Linked DNA regions of Mus musculus: regions 1 and 3 are each linked to region 2. The links are chromatin contacts, called in public ChIA-PET and HiChIP or PLAC-seq maps. All regions are on one chromosome and are shown on one strand. Each heading gives the region's core, a stretch centred on a gene start, on an enhancer-like site or on the middle of the called end of the contact. The rest is flanking DNA. Distances are from core to core; before and after follow the strand shown. Region 1 has its middle 26 kb from the start of Fam120aos. Region 2 holds the start of Ninj1 (ninjurin 1). Region 3 overlaps Bicd2 (BICD cargo adaptor 2).

What was found. ChIA-PET counts read pairs in DNA pulled down with a chosen protein or histone mark. HiChIP or PLAC-seq counts read pairs in DNA pulled down with a chosen protein or histone mark.
Region 1: a contact with region 2 is called in an RNA polymerase II ChIA-PET map of memory CD8 T cells, with 41 read pairs. The contact joins the enhancer-like site here to the promoter of Ninj1 in region 2. A contact is called at or near these places in 2 of 39 promoter capture datasets (hippocampal neurons and macrophages), 2 of 15 datasets of contacts at CTCF or cohesin (embryonic stem cells and pro-B cells), 16 of 484 Hi-C or Micro-C datasets (the AML12 cell line, the AtT-20 cell line, CD4 T cells and 10 more), 4 of 115 datasets of contacts at active chromatin or transcription factors (bone marrow-derived macrophages, embryonic fibroblasts, memory CD8 T cells and 1 more) and 3 of 9 other capture datasets (adipose tissue, liver and macrophages).
Region 3: a contact with region 2 is called in an H3K4me3 HiChIP or PLAC-seq map of bone marrow-derived macrophages, with 2.4 times the contacts expected there. The contact joins the enhancer-like site here to the promoter of Ninj1 in region 2. A contact is called at or near these places in 5 of 115 datasets of contacts at active chromatin or transcription factors (bone marrow-derived dendritic cells, bone marrow-derived macrophages, large pre-B cells and 2 more) and 1 of 9 other capture datasets (liver).

The regions. Positions count from the first base shown.
Region 1 is chr13:48,992,711-48,996,382 of GRCm38.p6, reverse strand. No RefSeq gene overlaps it. Among named protein-coding and RNA genes, the nearest start is that of Fam120aos, 26 kb to the right of the region's middle. Within about 2 kb of position 1,287, at least 54 of the 459 cell types and tissues checked have an H3K27ac peak or open chromatin away from gene starts, as enhancers often do. A contact at or near this core is called in Th1 cells and memory CD8 T cells, where this site is marked.
Region 2 is chr13:49,185,762-49,189,534 of GRCm38.p6, reverse strand. It overlaps Ninj1 (ninjurin 1), which reads right to left and starts at 2,006. Exons shown (of 4, transcript NM_013610.3): 1 at 1,898-2,006. The coding sequence starts at 1,972.
Region 3 is chr13:49,363,464-49,367,377 of GRCm38.p6, reverse strand. All of the region lies in intron 1 of Bicd2 (BICD cargo adaptor 2), which reads right to left. Among named protein-coding and RNA genes, the nearest start is that of Bicd2, 24 kb to the right of the region's middle. Within about 2 kb of position 2,502, at least 34 of the 459 cell types and tissues checked have an H3K27ac peak or open chromatin away from gene starts, as enhancers often do. A contact at or near this core is called in bone marrow-derived macrophages, where this site is marked.

The DNA of each region.
Region 1 (3,672 bases), core at 38-2,537, 190 kb after region 2:
AGGGTCATTAAGAGACGAAGCCTGGGACCTCGGACATGACTCAGAGAGTTAAGTGCTTACCGAGCAAGCAAGAGGAGCTGAGTTTGTACCCTAAGCATACACGCACACACACACACACACACACACACACACACACACACACGCACACACACACAAGCCAGGCAGTACATCTGTTACCCCAGCTCTGGGCGGAGGGTTACAAAACTAGACAGGTCCCTGGAGCTTCCTGGCCAGCTAGCCTAGCCCCCATAGCAAGCTCTAGTTTCAATGAGAGCCTGTCTTTAAAAAAAAAAAAAAAAAAAAAAAGTATTAAGTTATTCTGTAAATACTTGCACTATAGAATTAACGTTTTAAATTTAAAAAGGGAAAATCTAAGTCTCTAATCTTAATGAAGCTAACCTTTCCACTTAAGTTAGCTTTGTGTATTTTACCACAGTTTTAAAAAAACTGATCCTGGAGAGACGGCTCAGTGGTTAAGAGCAATGACTGCTATTCCAAAGGTCCTGAGTTCAATTCCCAGCAACCACATGGTGACTCACAACCATCTGTAATGGGATCTGATACCCTCTTCTGGTGAGTCTGAAGACAGCTACAGTGTACTCCTATAAATAAAATAAATAAATCTTTTAAAAATTGTTCTGTTGGGGCTGGTGAGATGGTTCAGAAAGTTCAGGTTCAGAACTCCGTGAACTCTGAGTAAAATCTTAGTGCTTTTTCTCTTATCACTGTGAAGATGGTAGGTTTTGTTAAATGATATTTATTTAGTGTGTGTATGTGTACACCTATGTGTGAGTGTGTGCATGAGTGCATTTGTGTGTGAGAGTGAGTGTGTGTGTGTGTGTGTAGAGAGAGGGAGAGGGAGAGATAATGCCAGTCTCTGTATATGTGTGATTCATATACCCCAGTGCTCATGTGGAGGTCAGAGGACAACTTGTGGGAGTGGGTCCTAGACATCAAACTCAGGTCCTCAGGCTTGGTGGCAAGCACTGTTTGTAATCCTCTGAGCACTTGAGGATCTTAGCAAAGTTTTATAAATAAAATGTCGATAAAATGCACTAGGCTGGTTTTCACTTTGATTTCATGAAGTGGTGGCAGGGTCAGTCTTCCGGTCTTCAGTGGGGATTAGGAGCTGGCAGAACTTGAGAATGGGGACTGGGGCTGCCTTCTCAGATGCTCACTTGAATCCTCTGCTTGGTTTCCAGAGGTGGCTTCCTGTCTCTCTATTCATGCATGCACTGTGCCCGCTCTTTCCTTTGTAGATCTGCAAGGCACCCTCCCTTTACTGTGCAGAAGTCCTGGTCCAGGAAGTACTGTTGCTTAGCAACAGGTTAACAAGTTCTTCCTCTCTGTGGCCCATGACAAAAGAGCTGAGCACAACCTCCACAGCACTCATTTATCCAACAAATGTACAGATAGTCTCGTGTGCAGGGTTACAGATGAGCAGGAGATCTTTGTCTGTATTTAGCTACAGCAGAATGAGTGAAGATGCATTCTTTTAAGTCAGACATGTATTAATTGTTATTTGACTTGATTTTAAGTTTTTCTAAATTTATTATATGTATGTGTATGCATATATCTACATGTTCCTGGTGTATGTGTGTGTATGTATGTGTGTGTGTGTGTGTGTGTGTGTGTACTTATACATGTTCCTTGCAGGTACCCTTGGAGGCCAGAACAAGGTGTCAGACTCCCTGGAGCTAAGTTATGGGGGCACCTAGGGAGGGAAGTGTGAACAGAACTCAGAGGTGACTAACGAGCTATCTTCGCAGCCCCTCTGACATTGTTTTCTAAAGGAATATCTGTTATTTGTTGACAGCTTCATATAATGTACCTTGAGCATCTCTGTCCCTAGTCTCCCCTATCATTATTCTCTCACTTTCATGGTCTCGTCTTTGTTATTTTTTTTTTTTTTTTTTTTTGTAACCCACTGAGTCCAATTAGCAGTGCCACTCTAGCCTCTGAAGGCACCAGGCACATACATGGCACACAGACATACCTGTAGTAACACACCCATATGTATAAAATACTGAGATAATTTACATACTGCTCACCCAACTATGTGTGCCGTTTATGTGCTACAATATTGTTTTTTTTAAGCTATATATTTGTCATTACTGTGTGTACATGATGTGTGTGTGTGTGTGTAAGAGTGTGTATGTGTGTGTGTGACTGTGTGTGTGTGTATGTGTGTGAGTGTGTGTGTGTGTATGTGTGTGAGTGTGTGTGTGTGTGTGTGTGTGTATGAGAATGGGCTTCTGTTCACTCCGCACTGCTTGTCTGCTTGTGTGGATTCCAGAGAACAATTTTCCGGAGCCGATTCTCTCCTTTCCAGTGTGGTCCCACAGATCCAACTCAGTTGCTTGGCTGAGCTGCAAGCAGCCATACTTTATGAACCATCTCACCAGCCCCAACAGGATCAGGTTTTTAAAAAAGACTTATTTATTTTATTTATATGAGTACACTGTAGCTGTCTTCAGACACACATCAGAAGAGTGCATCAGACCACATTACAGATGGTTGTGAGTTACCATGTAATTGCTAGGAATTGAACTCAGGACCTCTGGAAGAGTGGTCAGTGCTCTTAACCATTGAGCCAGCTCTCCAGTCCCCAGGATCAGTTTTTTTAAAACTGTGGTAAAATACACATAACGTAAACTTTCCCATTTAACCATCTTATGGTGTACAATTAATGGCTTTTATTTACAATGTTTCACAGTTGCCACCAATATATAGTTCCCTAATTTTCATAACCCGAAAAAGAAGCTGAATAATTCAGGGCTGGAGATACAACTCAGTGGTTAAGAGCATATACTACTCTTGCAGAAGACCTGAATTTGGTTCCCAGCACCCATGGTGAGCAAATAAAATTTAAAAGAAGGTATCCAATGCTGCCGGATATTTGATCATAGTATGAACCCTAAGGTTGTGTTGTTTACTGGAAAAACCTGTTTCTAGTTGTGGTGTGGCTCAGCCTTAGCCACACCTTTAATCCTTCTAATTGGAATACAGACACACTTACTACACACTTTATTTCCAAACAATAAAAGTAAAGTTAGTTTGTAGAAGGGAGCAGCCATGTTTGAAAGTGATGTGCAATTGAGTGGCAGACACAGTGATGAATCAGAGAAAGATTTGTCAGAGAAGGATATGCCCAACTCTCACAGGAACAGGGAGAGAAGAGAAGCTACTCAAAAGAGAGCAGTGTGGAGGGAGGAGGCAGTTCTACTGAGAGAGTTTTACAGAGTTGGGTTGAAGAGAGAACAAGCTACATACAGAAGACAGAAGGAGCCAGAAGGTGAGAACAGATTGCTTGAGTTAGTTTGCAGTCAGGCAGAGCAATTTGATGAGAAACACACAGAGAGAGAGAGAGAGAGAGAGAGAGAGAGAGAGAGAGAGAGAGAGAGAGAGAGAGAGAGAGAATAGATCTTTTAAACATAGCCTTATGCATGGTCACAGATTTTTGTCTAATTTTTCCCTAGAACTGTCTAGTTTTAGACTTGAGGTTTTATTAAGGAATTAGTTCTTTCTCTCCTATCTAATGTCTCCTTCCTCAGGGGCTGGCTGGAACATTGGGGATTTTGTGAATGGCCATGGCTCTGGGTAGCCAGTCTTGAGATTGCATGAACTTTAGGAATTGGATGTTTTGGGTTTTGTAGATGGTCTAAAACAAGA
Region 2 (3,773 bases), core at 757-3,256:
TACTGCGCTCTGCCGCAAGCATTTCCTTTATGTCAGCCATATAGTTTTCACTTAGCAGAGGCACTTACTATGATGCCACTTCGTAGATGATAAACTGAGGCACAGAATGCTGACACGACACACCTTAGAAAGTTGGGAGGTAGGAGCCTGAGGTTGGGAAGGGGGACCAGGCATTGAGCAGGGCAGCCTTCAAAGTTAGCCACACCTCAGAGAAGCATCCTGTGTCCCCAGAGACTCTAGACAAAAATCTCCCTCCCACCCAACCCTGTACAGTCTCAGTAACGAGCCTCTGGTCTCCACTTGTACTGTTCCCCTGACCTCTTCCACTCACACCAAAGGGCCAGATCTGTCCCTCCCCTAAGCCAGTGCAAACACCTCCACCACACAGGGAGCCTTCTCTGACCTCTTTGCTCCCTACTAACCACTATGGCAGGCAGGCAGGCAGGCAGGCAGGCAGGCAGGCAGGAACCCTGCATACCCTTGAGAACCTAATTTAGTTGATTTCATTCTCCTAGTTGGCTCTTCAAAGAAATGGCGGGGGAGGGGGTGGAATATCTCTCTCCTTGTTCCCAGAGCCAAGACAGTGACCCCTGAGCAATCCAACCCAATCTCTCCTGTGTCTGTGCTCAGAATTCTCTTGGGAGGCACAGCTGATCCAGCTGTCTGCAGAGCTGAAGGGGGAGGCTGCTGCTCAGAGACAGCCAGTTTCCCTTCAAATCCGCAGCTGAACCACGGGCCCACCTGTTCCTGATTTGCATCCCTTGTCCTTAAAGGCCTAGAGATCACTGGTTCTTTATTGTAGACCCACATACAAAAGGCCCAGACAGTTGATGGGCTCCCTAAAGGAACTCAGCCCGGGGTGTCCCTGGCCCACTGCTTCCGGAGTGTTCACACATTTTGGCAGAGCCCAAGTCTCAGCTGGCACACCTGAAGTAGTCCCAGGAGACGTTGGTGTTCCCTGTTTCCACTATATGGACCTGGGCAGAAAGTCTCTGTTCTGGTTTATTTTGCACCGCAAAGACTTGTGGAAAATCCCAGCCTGGTGCAATTCCCCACCCCACTCCACCCCATCCCTGGGGGGGGGGGTCGGAAATAGAAGGAATGTCCAAAGTCAACATGTCACCGAGGGACAGAGGGCCATGCGGGGTGGTACAAGTGAAGGCTCGGCCCTGGCATGCTCAGGCCCTGCCCCGGAGGTAGACTATGAGGTGAGGGGTCAGGAAAGATGGTCCCTCGACACAGGCATCCGACCATCGCTGTGGCCTTAGCAGGCTAGGCAGAGCAAACTCGAGGCAGGTCCTTACAGTCCTAGAACTAGCACCCTGACGATCGAGAGGGTGGCGTTCTGTTTTTCATAGGCAGGTGACAGCAGCAGAGACACAGCCACGGGTTTCCCCCTTATCACTGCTGCAGACGACCGTGTGGTCACCGTGTGGTGACGTAGCTGTCTGCCTGATGCTAGCTTCCAACCAGGAGGCGGTGACTCTTCTCCCGCCCACCCCAAGGCACGCAGGAGACAGCCCGGAGGCGTTGGAAGTTGGAGGATGGTGTGGGAGGCAGGAGAGTCCCGGAGAGCGGAATGCCAGCCTTCTCCACCCGAGGAGTGGTGCCAGCCAGACGCGGGCTCTGCACAGCGGGGCGACGGCAGCAAGCTAGACCGCCCGGCGCCTCTGCCTACCTGCTGTGCTGGCCCCAGACCCGTGGGCCACCACTTGCGCTAGAGACAGGTCAAGCACGACTTTGCCCGGAAGCAGCGGCCACCACCACCCCCCGCAGTGCGGACGCCGCGCGAAACCGGGCCAGACGCCCACAGGTGCCCGCTGACGTGCCGGGCCCAGAGAGGGCGGCGCCGGCCAAGGTCACACAGCAGCCGGGGCAGGAGGTGCTGAGAGCTTACCAAGGCGTCGGGGGAACCGGGGGAGCCCGGGCGCAGGTCGCCGTTGAGCTCATACTCCTCAGTGCCCGACTCCATGGTGCGGCCGCCCGGGCCGCCCAGCACACGGCCTGAGCGCACCCGCGCCTCCGCCACGGGCTACGGCTGTGCGCCCGCCCCCGGCCCGCCCCCGGCCCGCCCCCGACACGCCCCCCGCGCGCGGCCGCCCCCGGACTCCGCCTCCACCCGGGGCGGGCCGGGGCCTAGACGCCAGCTGCTGGAATCGCGCCTGAGCAGGATAGCACTTCTCCAGCGGCCTTGATGTCCCCAATTCTCAGGCTCCTTCACGATGGCTAGGGCAAGCAGCCCAGCGCCTGTCCTCGCGATGACATCGGGGGTCCCCAGGGACCCTGTCTCAAAGTTGTTGATCAAACGGGCCCCCCTCTGAACTTTGAACATAAGCACTTGATCTGTTTAAAAGTGAGGCCAAGGGCGAGGCACATGCTGCCCCGTGCTGAGGTTTTTTCCTTGGGGAGGACACGCCCTGAGGCTGTAAGTCCCTTCAGGGTAACTCAACACAGGAAAAGGGTGTCAACGGTTACTCCAGGTTTCCACTTTAGAGCCCTCAGCTGTTCTGCCTGGAGAATAGAACATATGAGGGAGAGCCTCTTGCTCTGGGTCTAGCTTGCAGCCAGCACCCCACTGTGCAGAGCCTGCGTGTGGCTGGCACTGGTGGAGAAGGCTGGCATTCCGCTCTCCGGGACTCTCCTGCCTCCCACACCACCCTCCAAGAGAGACCAGGGACCAGAGGGAAGCACAACAGCTTTAGTGTCCAGAAGAAGCTGACATCATAGCCCTGACATCTATACTCCAAGGGTATGACGTGTTGGTTGGCTACTGCAGTTCGTGGCCCAATGGACCTTTGTGCCCCAGTACCATGTCTTTTCCTGGCCTAGGAAGCTAGATGGAGTGTGATGGGGTGCTGTCGTCCGAGGAGACACACTAGATGCAGGAGTAAAAGCCAGTTGCTGTGCCTTCTTCCTTCCCACCCTGGCCTCACTCTCAGGCCCCATGCTTTGCCTGGCCTCAGGGGTGCCACACTCCTCTCCTGGTATCTCCTAGAGTCTCAGAAGGAATAAGGACGATGAGACTCTTAGGGAGATTACAAGCTGGGGCTCAGAACTACCGTTCCTTGATGGAGTGGTTCACCTTCTCTTTATGACCCTTCTTGCCAGCTTGTGTCTTAGCATAAGGCTGGAGTTTGCTAAAGGCCAAGTGAACCTGCGGACCCTCTGTCCCCTGTCTCACATCCAGAAGGAAGAGGATTAGAAATAAGAAATGGAGCCAGCCTGGTGGTAGAGGTGGTGGCACAAGCCTTTAATCCCAGCACTTGGAGGCAGAGACAGGTGTATGTCTGAGTTCGAGGCCAGCCTGGTCTACAGAGCAAGTTCCAGAACAGCCAGAGCTACATAGAGAAACGCTGTCCCAAAAACAAAAAAGATACCTGGGCAGAAGAGATGGCTTAGTAGTTAAGAGTACCGGCTGCTTGCAGCTCTTGACCGTCTCTCACTCCTCTTCCAAGGCGTCTTACATCCTCTTCTGGCTTCTGTGGGTACCAGACATACATGCAGGCAAAACACCCATCTACATAAAATAAAATGACAAAGAAAATTATTTAAAAAGAAGAAAGAAATGGTACCCAAGGCTGTCTGTATGCCAGGTCCTGTTGCAGGCATTACAGGCTGGAGCTAGACAGTAGAAATCTGTCCTGTGGAGCAGATGGACAGTCAGACACAAATAAGAGGCCAGCACTTTGTGAAGCCTGGTGCCATACTTCTTAAGAACAGGGCTAAGGGGTGAGGAGGGCTGGAGAGACGGCTCAGCAGTTATTAACCCTTGT
Region 3 (3,914 bases), core at 1,253-3,752, 180 kb before region 2:
GGGCCTGTGGAATAAGACTACAGGCAGGGCAGTAAGGGCAGCCAGAACTAAGAACCAGATGAGTTCACTGAGGACGGTCAGGGCAGGGTTAAGGAAGCCATGGGTAAGTTCAGCAGAGAAGAGCAGGACCAAGCCCTAACATGAAGTCTGAAAGCAAGCTTGTTCCCACCACCAAGAGGACCACCGATTCACAGGCTCAGAGAGAGCATGTCCGGGGCCTGGTAGAATCAGCCTGGATTACACACTGCTCTAGCAGAGCAGCACAAAGTGTAAAGACAGACCATGAAAGGATTAATCCAGTTCCGAGCCACTACACCCTAGAACAAAGCTCGGAGCACGTTCAGGAAAACAAACACATCCAGCTGCCAACAGGTAAGTTCCATGGTGAAGACCCAAGGCAGAACTGTTCATCAGCAGACAGCACACAGTCCTGAGCAGAAGAGCGGACAGCTGAGACTCGGGGACCAGAACCCAGTCCCTCAGTCAGAAGCAGAGCGCCAACAGAGGACACAAAAGAGCCCAGTAGCACTTCTGCAGAGGGAAAGCAGGGGCCAACTGCGGACACACTGCATCAGAAAGGATTAACCAACTCTGAAAGGCAGCCAAAATGAGGGCCCAAATGAAATAATAATAATAATAAAATAAAGCAAAGCCTAATAAACCCGAGAGCGCAACCATGGAGTGTGTACCAAGTTTAAGGAGCCTATATGTCACCTCTTCACGATGCCAAAGTTCCAGCAGCTTTTCATAGAGAATGATCAGTTCATTCTAAAGGTCATATAACAATTTAAAGGACCTAGAACAGACTAAATGACTTTGAAAGAGCAAGACTACCCCACCTGCTACCACAACCAGGAGGCACTTCACTGCTTAGAGACAGACCAGCTGACCTGATAAAAGCTCTGTGGGAAAGACAGCCTTGAACCCACAGCACACGTGCAAGTAGCTCATATACACACACACAGACAGGCAGACAGACAGACAGACAGAGACACACACACACACATAGAGGCAGACAGACACACACACAGACAGGCAGACAGACAGAGACACACACACAGAGGTAGACACACACACACACACACACACACACATACACACATAGAGGCAGGCAGACAGACAGACAGACACACACACACACACACACACAGAACCTTAAAGCTGAGCACGGTAGCCAACGAGGAACACATGTAATCCCGGATACTCAGGAGGCTGAAGCAGGACTTGAGAAGAGCCAGGACAATGGAGAAGATCTCATCTTGGCAGGAAAACAACCACAGGGGGCTGGGTGGTTACAGCGCTGGCCATGTAAGAATAAGGCTACAGTTTTAAATCCCCAAAGCTGCATACAGACTAGGTGTGATAGTGTATGTACCTGTAATCCCAGCTCTCCATTGTTTTAAAATACAGGGCCTGAGAAATTGCTCTACAGGCAAAAGCATTTGCCATTCAAGCCTATTAACCTGAATTCAGCCCTCAGATACCATATAAATAAGGTTGCAACGAGAATCAATTCTACAAAGTTGTCCTCTAATATGCTGTAACATGTGCACATGCACACACACGGATGATAAATTTTTTATAAAAAAACTAAATATGGTAATTCATATAATGAAGTACTATACCCAACAAAAAAGAAGGAACACATACTTACATGAAAACTTATACTGAACACCCCAATGCATGAAGCTCACTGAAGTTGTCTAAGGCAACTGCATGGATGTTCCTGAAGTGCTACACCCCTCACCTGCAAAGTGTGAACCTATAAGACACAGCCCATCCCTGTGGCCACCAAGCCCAGCTTACAGGCTCTGTGTGAGGCTGGGGGTCAGAGAGGTGTAGATACCTGTTGGGGCACACTTCTTCTGATCTTTTCAGACGCCACTGCATACAATCCTATACAACCTTTCAACTCCATCTTAAATCCTGCAATACCCAGGATCATCTTCCTGTTCTATGGGTTGTAGGCTCCCTTCTGTCCTCCCTTGAAAAAATGCTCTCTGGAAAGGTGTTCCTGACCTGCAGGTTGGTGGGGGACAGCTGTGGTTGTGTTTGTAGATTTCCCTGGCTCATCCCTCGGGCCTCCCAGGTGGCACCACAGAAGATGGGAGCCTTTGCCACCCTAGTATCAAGAACCAGCCCCTGAACAGCAGATATAGCCTCTAACCTGCCCCTTCTACAAGCTGCTTCAAGGAAAGAAGAGGACAAAGAAGCAGCCTAGCTCTCCTCCAGTCTTGACCACAGAATGGTAGATGCTGTGTTTTGAGGAGGAGCAATGCTCTGGTGATGTACTCAACACAGGCTCCTGACCTACCTCCTGCCTACTGCTCTCAAGTTGCCCAGGTTCAGCAAGACCCAACAGGGCCAGAAAAGCTGGAGCATGAGGTCATGGCCAGCCAGGCGCCTACAAGAGGAACACGGCCCATGTTTGCTTCTGGCCAACACATAGCCCCCTGGGATGCTGGCTTCAAGGTCAGCCACACCCATGTAGCTATGGTGCAATCCTCTGTGCCTACAAGGAACCAGGCCAATCATGACTTCAGCAGCTGGATCATCCTTAGCTAAGATGGGAGAAGAGAAGCTCTGGGTAGGAAGAGAAATCATAGCAGCCCTAAGGGGCAAATTTCAAAACCAAGCATGGTGTGCCTCAGGTGCTCAGCATGAGCAATGGTATGGGGGGCTAATAGTTAGGGGTGAGGAAGACAAAAAGCCCAGTCAGGAAGGGCAGCTGAAACTATATCCCTGGAAGGAGGCTGGGGCAGGTGAGGCAGCAAGGGACAGTCTTGTGTCTATGACAAGGGCTTAATGCCTGCTATCCACAGAATCTACCAGATGACTGAAGCCATAAAACAGGAATGCCCTAAGCATTAGACCATTTCATGGTGCCATGGGGTAGGGTTGGGGGTGGGGTTGCACAAGCACCTACTTTGCACACAAAAACTGAGGCAAGACAGAGCTTAGTGCTTTACCACAGGTGCTTGGTCTGGTTGCATTGTAGGATGGTATAACACTGAGGGAGGGCTGATGGGACAGGGCTTTGGGGTCACATCTAAAACATGTGTCTATCCTGAAAGCCAGACAGCATAGCAAGAGAGAACAGACCCTGGGTACATGTGGGAGCACACAAACCCACCTGTGCTCACTACTACCATCTCAGGAAGGACAAAGAACATCATTTGCTGCTCAGTTGATCTACCTCTGAAATATGCTACAACACTGCAAACTGGGGACCATGTTGGGCACAGATGAGTGTCCCTCAGCTTCCTCACCTATAACCTGGGTTAGTAATGCCTCCAGCCTGAGGTCATACCTGAGTTAAGAATACCTTTTAGTCTAAGCTTGCTGCTGAGAGGATTTAGAATCGAGAGTTCCCTCATCAGAGATGAAGCAGCCTCTCTGTCCCTTGAGCCCCACTCAGTCCTCAATAACAGAAGCCTTCAAACACAAATTCAGGGAATCATTCTGCCTTTCCTGGTCGCCCAAATGGAAACATAATGTCTGACTCAAGACAAAGAACTCATGCCCGGACCACTGCCTGCACACTGAGTGCTCCCCAGCCACTGCCTGCATGCTGGGTGCTCCCCAGACCACTGTCGGCACTCAGAGTGCTCCCTGGACCACTGTCTGCATGCTGAGTGCTCCCGGGCTCCCAATCCCAAGGATACAGAATGAGGGCAGCACAGTGCAGGCCAGGAGTCAGACCAGCCCATGACAGTTGCTCAGGTTCTCAACACAGAGAACAGAAGCTGAGAATCAATGTGAGGAGCAACAGAGATATGGCCTGGCAGGCACGTCCTATGATTTTAAAAACATAAGGATCTCTGTGGCCCTTACTATGGCATGCCTCCAGAAGTTTCAAGACACTGAAGGTCATCTAATAGGCTGGTACCAATAAAATTTTATTGCAACATCAA